2 separate regions of the Mus musculus genome follow, and region 2 is linked to region 1. A link is a contact called in public promoter capture Hi-C data. All regions are on one chromosome and are shown on one strand. Each heading gives the region's core, a stretch centred on a gene start, on an enhancer-like site or on the middle of the called end of the contact. The rest is flanking DNA. Distances are from core to core; before and after follow the strand shown.

Evidence for each region. Promoter capture Hi-C pulls out the DNA fragments that hold promoters and counts their contacts.
Region 2: a contact with region 1 is called in a promoter capture Hi-C map of macrophages, with 6 read pairs. The contact joins the promoter of Ccl24 here to the enhancer-like site in region 1. A contact is called at or near these places in 2 of 39 promoter capture datasets (cranial neural crest and macrophages), 3 of 115 datasets of contacts at active chromatin or transcription factors (embryonic stem cells and pancreatic cancer cells) and 3 of 9 other capture datasets (adipose tissue, embryonic stem cells and pancreatic islet).

What each region holds. Positions count from the first base shown.
Region 1 is chr5:135,473,739-135,478,166 of GRCm38.p6, forward strand. All of the region lies in intron 1 of Hip1 (huntingtin interacting protein 1), which reads right to left. Among named protein-coding and RNA genes, the nearest start is that of Gm52790, 60 kb to the right of the region's middle. Within about 2 kb of position 2,688, at least 20 of the 459 cell types and tissues checked have an H3K27ac peak or open chromatin away from gene starts, as enhancers often do. A contact at or near this core is called in macrophages, where this site is marked.
Region 2 is chr5:135,571,489-135,575,766 of GRCm38.p6, forward strand. It overlaps Ccl24 (chemokine (C-C motif) ligand 24), which reads right to left and starts at 1,561. Exons shown (of 3, transcript NM_019577.5): 1 at 1,412-1,561; 2 at 1,088-1,205. The coding sequence starts at 1,484.

The sequences.
Region 1 (4,428 bases), core at 1,438-3,937:
AGGACAATTGAGAAAACGTCTCCATAAGACTGGCCTATAAAGGGGTTGGGGGGGATAAGGGGGAAGCTGGAGAGATCACTCAGTGGTTACAAGCACTAACAGCTACTCCAGAGGTCCGAGTTCAATCCCCAGCAGCCACATGGTGGCTCACAACCATCTTTAATGGGGTCCGAAGCCCTCTTCTGTTGTGTCTAAAGACAGTGACAGTGTATATTAAAAAAGTAAATAAATCTTAAAAAAAAAAAAAAGGACTGGCCTATAGGTAAGCCTGTGGGACATTTTCTTCATTAGTGGTCACCTGGGAGGGCCTAGCACATTGAAAACAGTGCCACCCCTGAGGCAGGTGGCCCGAGGGAGGTGGACATTCAAGCCAATAGGCAGCATTCCTCCATGAATTCTGCCTGAGTTTCTGCTTTGAGTTCCTCCCCCGATTTCCCACTGTGATGGTCTATGTGTAACCAAAGAGTTGTAAGAAGAAATATTTACATCCCGAAGTTGCTTTTGGTTGGTAGTATTTTTACTCAAAACAACAGAAACCCTAAGACAGAAATTGGTATGAGGAATGGGGTATTTGTGTGACAGACCTGATTGGGTTTTGGAAGGGTTGTAGAACTCTGGGATTTTGGGCTAGGAAAGCCATTGAGAGGTTCAGAGCTTAATGAACCACTGTGGGAACCTAAAAGATAAAGCTGGGAGCAATGCAAATGAGGGTGGCCTGGCTTGTGAAATTTCAGAGGGAGCTTTGACGGTCCCTTAAAGGACTCTACTAAGACCTTGAAGAATCAGCCACCCTGATCAGCTGTAATCAACAAGGAACCATTAAATGAAACCTTTGCTTTGCTTGGACAATTGATACTGAGCAGCCAGGGCTGAAGAATCAGCTGGCATTAAGATGAGACCAGCATCACTGAGGTGAAATCTCCCAAGAGTGTTTCCCCAGGGTTAGCACACAGAAGCTGTGGTCCAAGAGGAGCCCAGGCTCTCATGTTGGCAGTCAAACTTGGAAATGTGTAAACATCTCTCCGTGGTACTGGTTTGGAACACATGAAGGAGCTGTGAAGAGTACCTGAGATTCGGCACCACGAGAGGTCAAAAGAAATCAACAGTGAATGCAGCCCCAGTTGAAGTAGAAGCCCCAGCATTGAAGGGGTCATGGGGAGACCTTGGGGCTTGGCACAGTGTGACAGGATCAGCGTTCCTGAAGAAGAGCTCAGGAAAGGCTACTGCTGAGAATGCAGCCCAGCCGCAGCCATCACAGAGACCCCAGTATTTTGGAGGTGCCAGTACCATGGGATGACCAGCCAGGCCGTCAGCAGGTATGCTGTGGAGCTAGTATGAGCCCACCAGGCAAGCTGAATAGGCTGTGAATGGCAGGGCTAGAGAGGCTCAAGCCTCGTGGAGTCCAGAAGATCCTGAGCAAGTCCCAGAAGGTCAGCACGGAGCCTAGCACTGTGGGACATCTGTTTCGCTCTGCTTTGACTCAACTGTGCCCCGGATGTTCTTGTTTGAAAGAAGTATGTAACTTATTATTTTATTTTACAGGAGCCCACAAGTTGTGAGACTTTGGAATTTTAGAAAGGCTTTGAAGTTTGTAAGAGACTTTGGATATTTTAAAGAGACAACTTTGAAAGTATTTGAGTTTCTAAACAGTAGAGGACTTTTAAAGTTACTTATGCTGTATATTTTGATGCCATTATTGAGAGCTTGAGGATAAAAACAGAAAGGTTATAGCTGAATAGTGATGCATTTGGTGTGTCAAATTGACACAACAATTGCATGTCAACTGTCTTTTGTTGGTGTTGTCAACTTAACACAAGCTAAAGTTCTCTGAGAAGAGGGAACCACAATTGAGAAAACACGTCAGTAAGCTGCAGTTGAAAGCAAGGCTGTGTAGCATTTTCTTAGTGAGGATGTGGGAGGGGCGCAATGATGACTGCCCTGGGCAGTCCTGGGCATACGAGAAATAGGCTGAGCAAACCATGGGGAGCAAGCCAGTAAGCAGAGTTCCTCCATGGGCTCTGCTTCAGTTCCTGCCTTGAGTTCTTCCCTGACTCGGTGATGGAGCATGGCCAGAAAGTTGTCGGATGAAATAAACCCTTTCCTCTCCAGGTTGCTTAAAGTCCTAGCATTTTATCACAGCCATTGAAGTCATACAAAGACACCCAGAATCCTCAAGTGAGTGACCAAGGACATCAATAGGGAAAACATAGAGCTGGGTATGGCACATAGATTAATTCCAGCACTGGAGGAAAGGGGCAGAGGTAAATGCCCTGTCTCAGGCCAGTCAGTTCTACATGGCGAGACCTTGAGGGACTGAGCTGGAAACTGACCTTGCTGCAGACAATCACAGTGAACGTGACTAGGGCTGCTTGGGTCCCTTGGAAGGACTGAATGGTCCCTCTCAAACGCCATGAAAGACAGGAGGATGGGAAGTGCAGGCAGCTAGGTCTTAACAGGGGGACCCAGCTGAAAAGGAGTTACCACTGGTCAAGCTGGCTTGTTTCAAATGGACTGATGACAAGGCTTTTGCCCATTTGGGACTCACCAGTTCTACCAGATGGGCACAGGTGGTCTAGACAGTAATGGCCGTGCAAGCTTTCGAGGGACCGACTGGATCTTCTGGGTAAAGAGGAAGCAAGGTGGGGGAGGGGGGATCAGGAAGCAAAAGGGTTGGTGAGAGTCCTGTGCAGATGCCATTGGATGAAGGAAGTGACATCAGCCTGAGCCCCGCCCCCCTGCCCCAGCCCTGTTCCTCCCCAGGCCTTGTGTTTTCCCTTTGGTCAGTTTGTCTCTCTCTCCTTTATTCCCTGTTTAGCTTTTAAAATGCTCGGGCCAGACAGATCAATACTGGAACATATTCAGTCCCTTTGGGACTTTACCTCCTCTTGGAGGAAGAGCTTTAAGAAGAAGAGACACGGGGGCTAAGAGATGGCTCAGTGGCTAAGAGCGCTGGTTGCTCTCCCAGAGTCCCTGACAATCTGGAATCCCAGTGCCCACTCTTCTGACCTTCATGGGAACTAGGCATGGTATGCTTGTTAAGCACATATATATATACATACATGCATGCATGCATACATACATACATACATGCAGACACAAAGGCCATATACATCACAGAAAAGAGAGACAAAACTACCCGCTGCTTGCTTTTGGGAAGACAGGAAGACAGTTCTACAGCAGGGGCCTGGCCTGCAGTGAGTGTACACTTGTCTGGCATGTGTGAGGTCCTGGGTTTGATTCCCAGCACATACACAATCCTCTTTTAACCCCTCCTACCTGAATTCCAGCTTACACATCAGTTCACTTAGCATTTACACCAACATTGGGTCTAACTCTGCTGAACAGATGGGGAGACTGAGGCCCAGAATGGCTGAGTAACCTTTCCGGGGTCACCATACCTAGTATGAGGGTTAACCTTCATTGCCAACTTGACTGGATTTTATTTTTGTAATTTTTTTAAAAATTATTTGTTGGTTTTTGTTTATTTATTTGTATTTTCAAGGCAGGGTTTCTCTGTGTAACAGAGTCCTTGCCTATCGTGGACTCACTTCATACACCAGGGTAGCTTCAAACTTAGAGACATAGGCCTGCCTCTGCCCCAACAAGTTCTGAGACTAAAGGTGTATAACATGCCTGGCTCTAATTATTATTATTATTATTATTATTATTATTATTACTATTATTATTATTATTCTCTCAAATATTACATTCTGACTACAATTTCCCCTCCTCCCTCTCTCCCCCAGATCCACACCTCTCCTTTCCTCAGAGAAAAACAGTCCTAACAGGGACATCAACCAGACACAGCGTAACAAGCTACAATAAGACCAGGCACATTCCAGCACATTAAGGCTGGATAAGGCAACCCAGTAGAAGAAGAAGGGTCCTACAACTAGATTTTAAATCACTATGATACGCCCCTCTGGGCGTGTCTGTGAGGGAACATCTAGATTGGTTAGTTGAGGCGGGAAGACTAGACCCTCCCTGGATGTGGTTGCACCATCCCATGAGCCGGGGCCCCCATCTGAACTCAAAGGAGAAAGTGTGCTGAGCACCAGCGTCCATCTCTCTCTGCTTCCTGACTGGGATGCAGTGTGAGCAGCCGCCTCACGCTCCTGCCGCCATGATGGGCTGTGAGGTACATCCTTTTCTAAGCTCCTCTGTCAGGAATGTTATCACAGCAAAGACTAACAAGTACAGCTCCCTGCTGAGATGACCCAGCTTGTGAACAGCAGGTTTCATAATTTGAACCCAGATCTCTACAGAGCACCAAGTCCAGCCATCCTATCTACATCCCCCTGGCTACTTAGTTTTTCTTAGCTTAACACACACCTAGAAATTTGGGAAGAAGGAACCTCAGTAAAGGAATTGCCTCCATCAGACTGATGATTAACATGGGAGGGCCCAGCCCACTGTTGGTTGGTAGGT
Region 2 (4,278 bases), core at 311-2,810, 97 kb after region 1:
TTGTCGCCAAGCCTGAGTTCTATTTCTGGGACCCACAGGGTAGAATAAGAGAACCCCTATACATGTTCTGCAGAGTGCATGCATGTGTGCATGCACACACACACACACACACACACACACAAAACTTAATTAAAAAAAGAGAGAGAGACTTCTATTTTGAAGGAGGTGCTCAGTATACTTGGTGACACCCAAAATTAGCCTCTGGTCTCCACAGACATGCACACACATGACGTGGACACTCATGCCCAGCTCATCTACACACATACCCATTTTTTAAAGGTAAACATCATCAGATCACACTAGGCATGGAAACATGGCTCCTGGGCCTGCTATAGCTGAGAGGTGAGCCCTGGATGCCCCCTTTGGTGCCAGCTCTCAGGGACGCTCTGATGTCAGCTGGGGGAATATTAACATGTCATTCCCCCTGTACAGCATAGCTTAAGACACGAGGTCATGCTTGTTACCCCAGGTGAAAAGGTGGCTCTGAAGCTATGTGAAATCTAGAGACCTGGGTGGTCATGCAGCCTTGAGCCTGAGGTCTTACTGAGCCTCAACTACCTTCATTAAAATGGAAAAAGTCCTATGTTCTCTGTGAGATTGTTTTTGGTTTTGCCATGCTGGGAATGAAACCCAGAGTTTTCTACAAGTTAGGAAAGTAGACTATTGATGAGCCACGTCCCCAGCCCCTCCCTGGGGGATTCTAGGCAGGGGTTCTGGCATTGTCTTATGAAATTGTTGAGAAGACTAGTTAGACTGATGGCATATCATGTATTTCCCTCCGTGCACAATACCTTGCCCACATTTGGTACTTTGTGGATGTTCTTAGCCTCCTGAGTGTTGGAATTACTGGCCTATACCATGTCCTGGTTGTTATGTGATATTAGGGATGGAACCACGCAGGGCTTCATGTATCCTAAGCAAGCATACTACGAACTGACCTACCTCCCTGCCCTGCTCTCCCCCTAGTTTCCTGGGTGAGGAAGCTGAAGTTCATGAAGTCTAGTGCCTTCTTCAGAGATGCCCAGGGCTGGACCTCCTCGGGAGGAGGAGAACCCTGGAGTTCGGGACCCTGGAGTTAGATACTCACATGACCCCTGCCTTGGGACAGATGCTGCCGTTGGCCAACTGGTAGCTAACCACTCGGTTTTCTGGAATTTTCTTGGAAATAAAGGACGTGCAGCAAGATGAGGGGATGGTCACAGAATCTGAAAGGAAAGAGAAGAATCAGGTCAGTATCCAGCCTGCCGTAGGCTCAACTGCAGACACAGAGCCTGTCATACCCCAGCCACTTAGTGCCTCCCTCAGCCCCAGCTCCAGACTTCTTGGTTCCCTCACCCTTCACTGTGCCAAACCAGCCATGGCCTTAGAAGCTTTTGCTACCAGCAGCCCCACACTGGCCCAGAAGTCTCACCTATGGGGAAGATGCAACACGCGCAGGCTACCAGGAGAAGGAGGCCGGCAACGATCGTAGCAGAGCCCGCCATGTTCTGGAGGTCAGGCACAGCTCAGAGTTCAAAGCTGGGGTGCAGAAAAGAGATCCTGGAGATATGAGGACACCCCGATCTCCCTCCCACTGGTCTTTATATGGACAGCTCAGGAGATAGAGGCTCTGGTGTCCCTCCCGCCCTCTCCCCCACGGACTTCCTCGAAAATCGTTGAGCATTCTGTGGTCCAAAAAATGGGGAAGTTGTTGCCCATTTCTTGTCCAGTGGAGTCAGCAATTATTTGGGGTTCTGGCAAGAGAAAGCTGGGGGAGGGCTGTCATCCTGCCTGGGCCACAGCCAAGGGAAAATGTTTTAGATGACTTTGCTCTGTGGCTTATTGCGTGAAATCCTGGGTAAGTTACTTGGTTCTCTGAGCCTCAGTTTTTGTAGCTGCATAGTGAGTAGAGTCCTCCTTATCTCCCTGCCTTCTGTCCACTCATTCATCTATTGATTTACCTGTCTGTCTATCCATCCAACCATTCATCCATCTATCCATCCATCTACCTGTCCATCCATCCATCCATCCATCCATCCATCCATCCATCATCCATCCATCCATCCATCTACTGATCTGCCTATCCATCCATCTATCTATCCATACATCCTTTGATCTGCCTATCATCCATCCATTGATCAACCTGTCCATACATACATACATACATACATACATACATACATACATTTACACATACATCTACCTATCCATCTATCTATCCATTCATTCATCTACCTGTCTATCCATCTTTCCACCCATTCATCCATTGATCTATCTATCCATCCATTGGTCTACCTGTTCATACATACGTACATCTACCTGTCCATCTTTCTTTCTACCTATTCTTCCATTGATCTCTACATCCATCCATCTATCCATCCATCCATCCATCCCTCACTCTACCTGCCCATCCATCTATCCATCTAAAGGGGACTAAAAGGAGCAAAAGCAGGCTCTCTGAGATGATGGCTTGTTCCCAGAAGACATTAGGATGAGAGATGGTAAGAAGACACAGGGGTAGGTATCTAAACAGGACCAATAGAGGGGAGAGGAGGACCCTGGGACCTTATAAAATACACAAGATTGCATCCATTTAAGGACTTTGAACTTAGGGCCCTTCACACCCTGAAAAGATAAAATGGTAACTTTCTTTTCTCTGTGACTTGGTTTTCTGTCGTTCCCATAAGTTCAATTTGTCCATGTAGGGAACCATACGTAGCAATCCTCTAGACAACTACCAATGCCTTCATGACTGGTCCATGCGTCATCCATCCATTCACCTACTAGTCCATCAATCCATCCATCTACCCATTATAGATCCATCAAACTTTTATTAAGCATGTGTTATAGTCGACAGGTATATAGAGAAACATTTTATTTCTGTGCCCATCAAGTCCCCAGTCCTGTGCCCAGCCTTTTTAGAATAAATAAGAAGTTGATCAGGTCTGAGACAATTTCCCCTAAGCCAGAGATTTCAGAGATTGGTGCCTGGGGTGACCAGAGCTAGGGTGGGAGCACCAGAATCTCAGGAAGTTGAGCTCAGAAGGCAAGACAGACATAAAGGAATCCAGATACTCAGACTCATTGCCCGTCCTCCCATCTCTCCCATTGGTCCTCCCTCTTTGTTGTTGCTGTTTGGTTTGTTTTAAGACAGGATCTCACGCAACCCAAGATGGCCTTGAGCTCCTGATTCTCTTACCTCCCCTCCTCAGTACTTGAACTACAGGGGTCCACCAATATGCCTTGTTTTATTCCATTCTGGAGACCAAACCTGGGGCTTTGTGCACGTCAGGCAAGTACTCTCCCAACTGAGCCACAGCCCCAGGGATGCCACATGCTGTCACTGCCTTTCATTAGAGGGTGAAAGAGTCAGTGCGTCCTTACCTGCCTCAGCCCCTGTCTCTGCCTCAGCCAGCAGGGAGAAACCTGACACAACAAATGAGAGAAGTCACAGAGATACCCATCATGCACTCAGGGCTGAGTGTGTGTGTGTGTGTGTGTGTGTGTGTGTGTGTGTGTGTGTAACTGCCCAGCTTGGAGACTTGGAACTGAACTAGAGTCCCCTGCAAGAGCAGTGGGCACTCCTCACAACTGAACCATCTCTCCAGCTTCGGGGCACCTGGGTTTTTGAGATGGGGTTTCTCACAGCCCCTGGAGGTCACTGGTTTGGCTAGACTGGTTCGCCGAGGAACCTTAGGGATCATTCTCTGTCTTTTCCAGCACTGTGGTTATAAACTTGCATTGCTAAACCCAGCTTAATAGTTAGATAGATAGATAGATAGATAGATAGATAGATAGATAGATAGATAGATACATACATACATACATACATACATAGTTACATAGATACATAGATACATAGATTATGCATTTTTGTGGGGAGGGGAGGGAACTGGTATGCCGTAATGCACATGAGGAGGTCAGATGATAGTTCTCTGGGACCAGTTCTTGCTTGCTGCCCTTGCCCAGGTTCCGGAGGTAGAACTCGGGTCTTCACGCTTGGACAGCAAGTACTCACTTCCTCAGCTATCTCTGAGCCCCAGCCCCAAATAATTCCATTTTCTAGCATCCACCCCAGCCTTTGCTGCTTAGCAATTTGGAGGAGAAGCCCACTGTCACTCTGATGTAGTAACACGTGACAGGAAGAGGAAGTAGAAAATCAGGGATGTCTGGGGAGAGAAGTGCAGGGCAGGGCAGGGATGCTCAGGGCCTAATGTTGTAACCTGAGTGGGTTGGCAAAAGGTCATCAGTGGGAGGCCTTGCTGTGGGTGGTGTGTCCTCGATTACTAACACATTTAG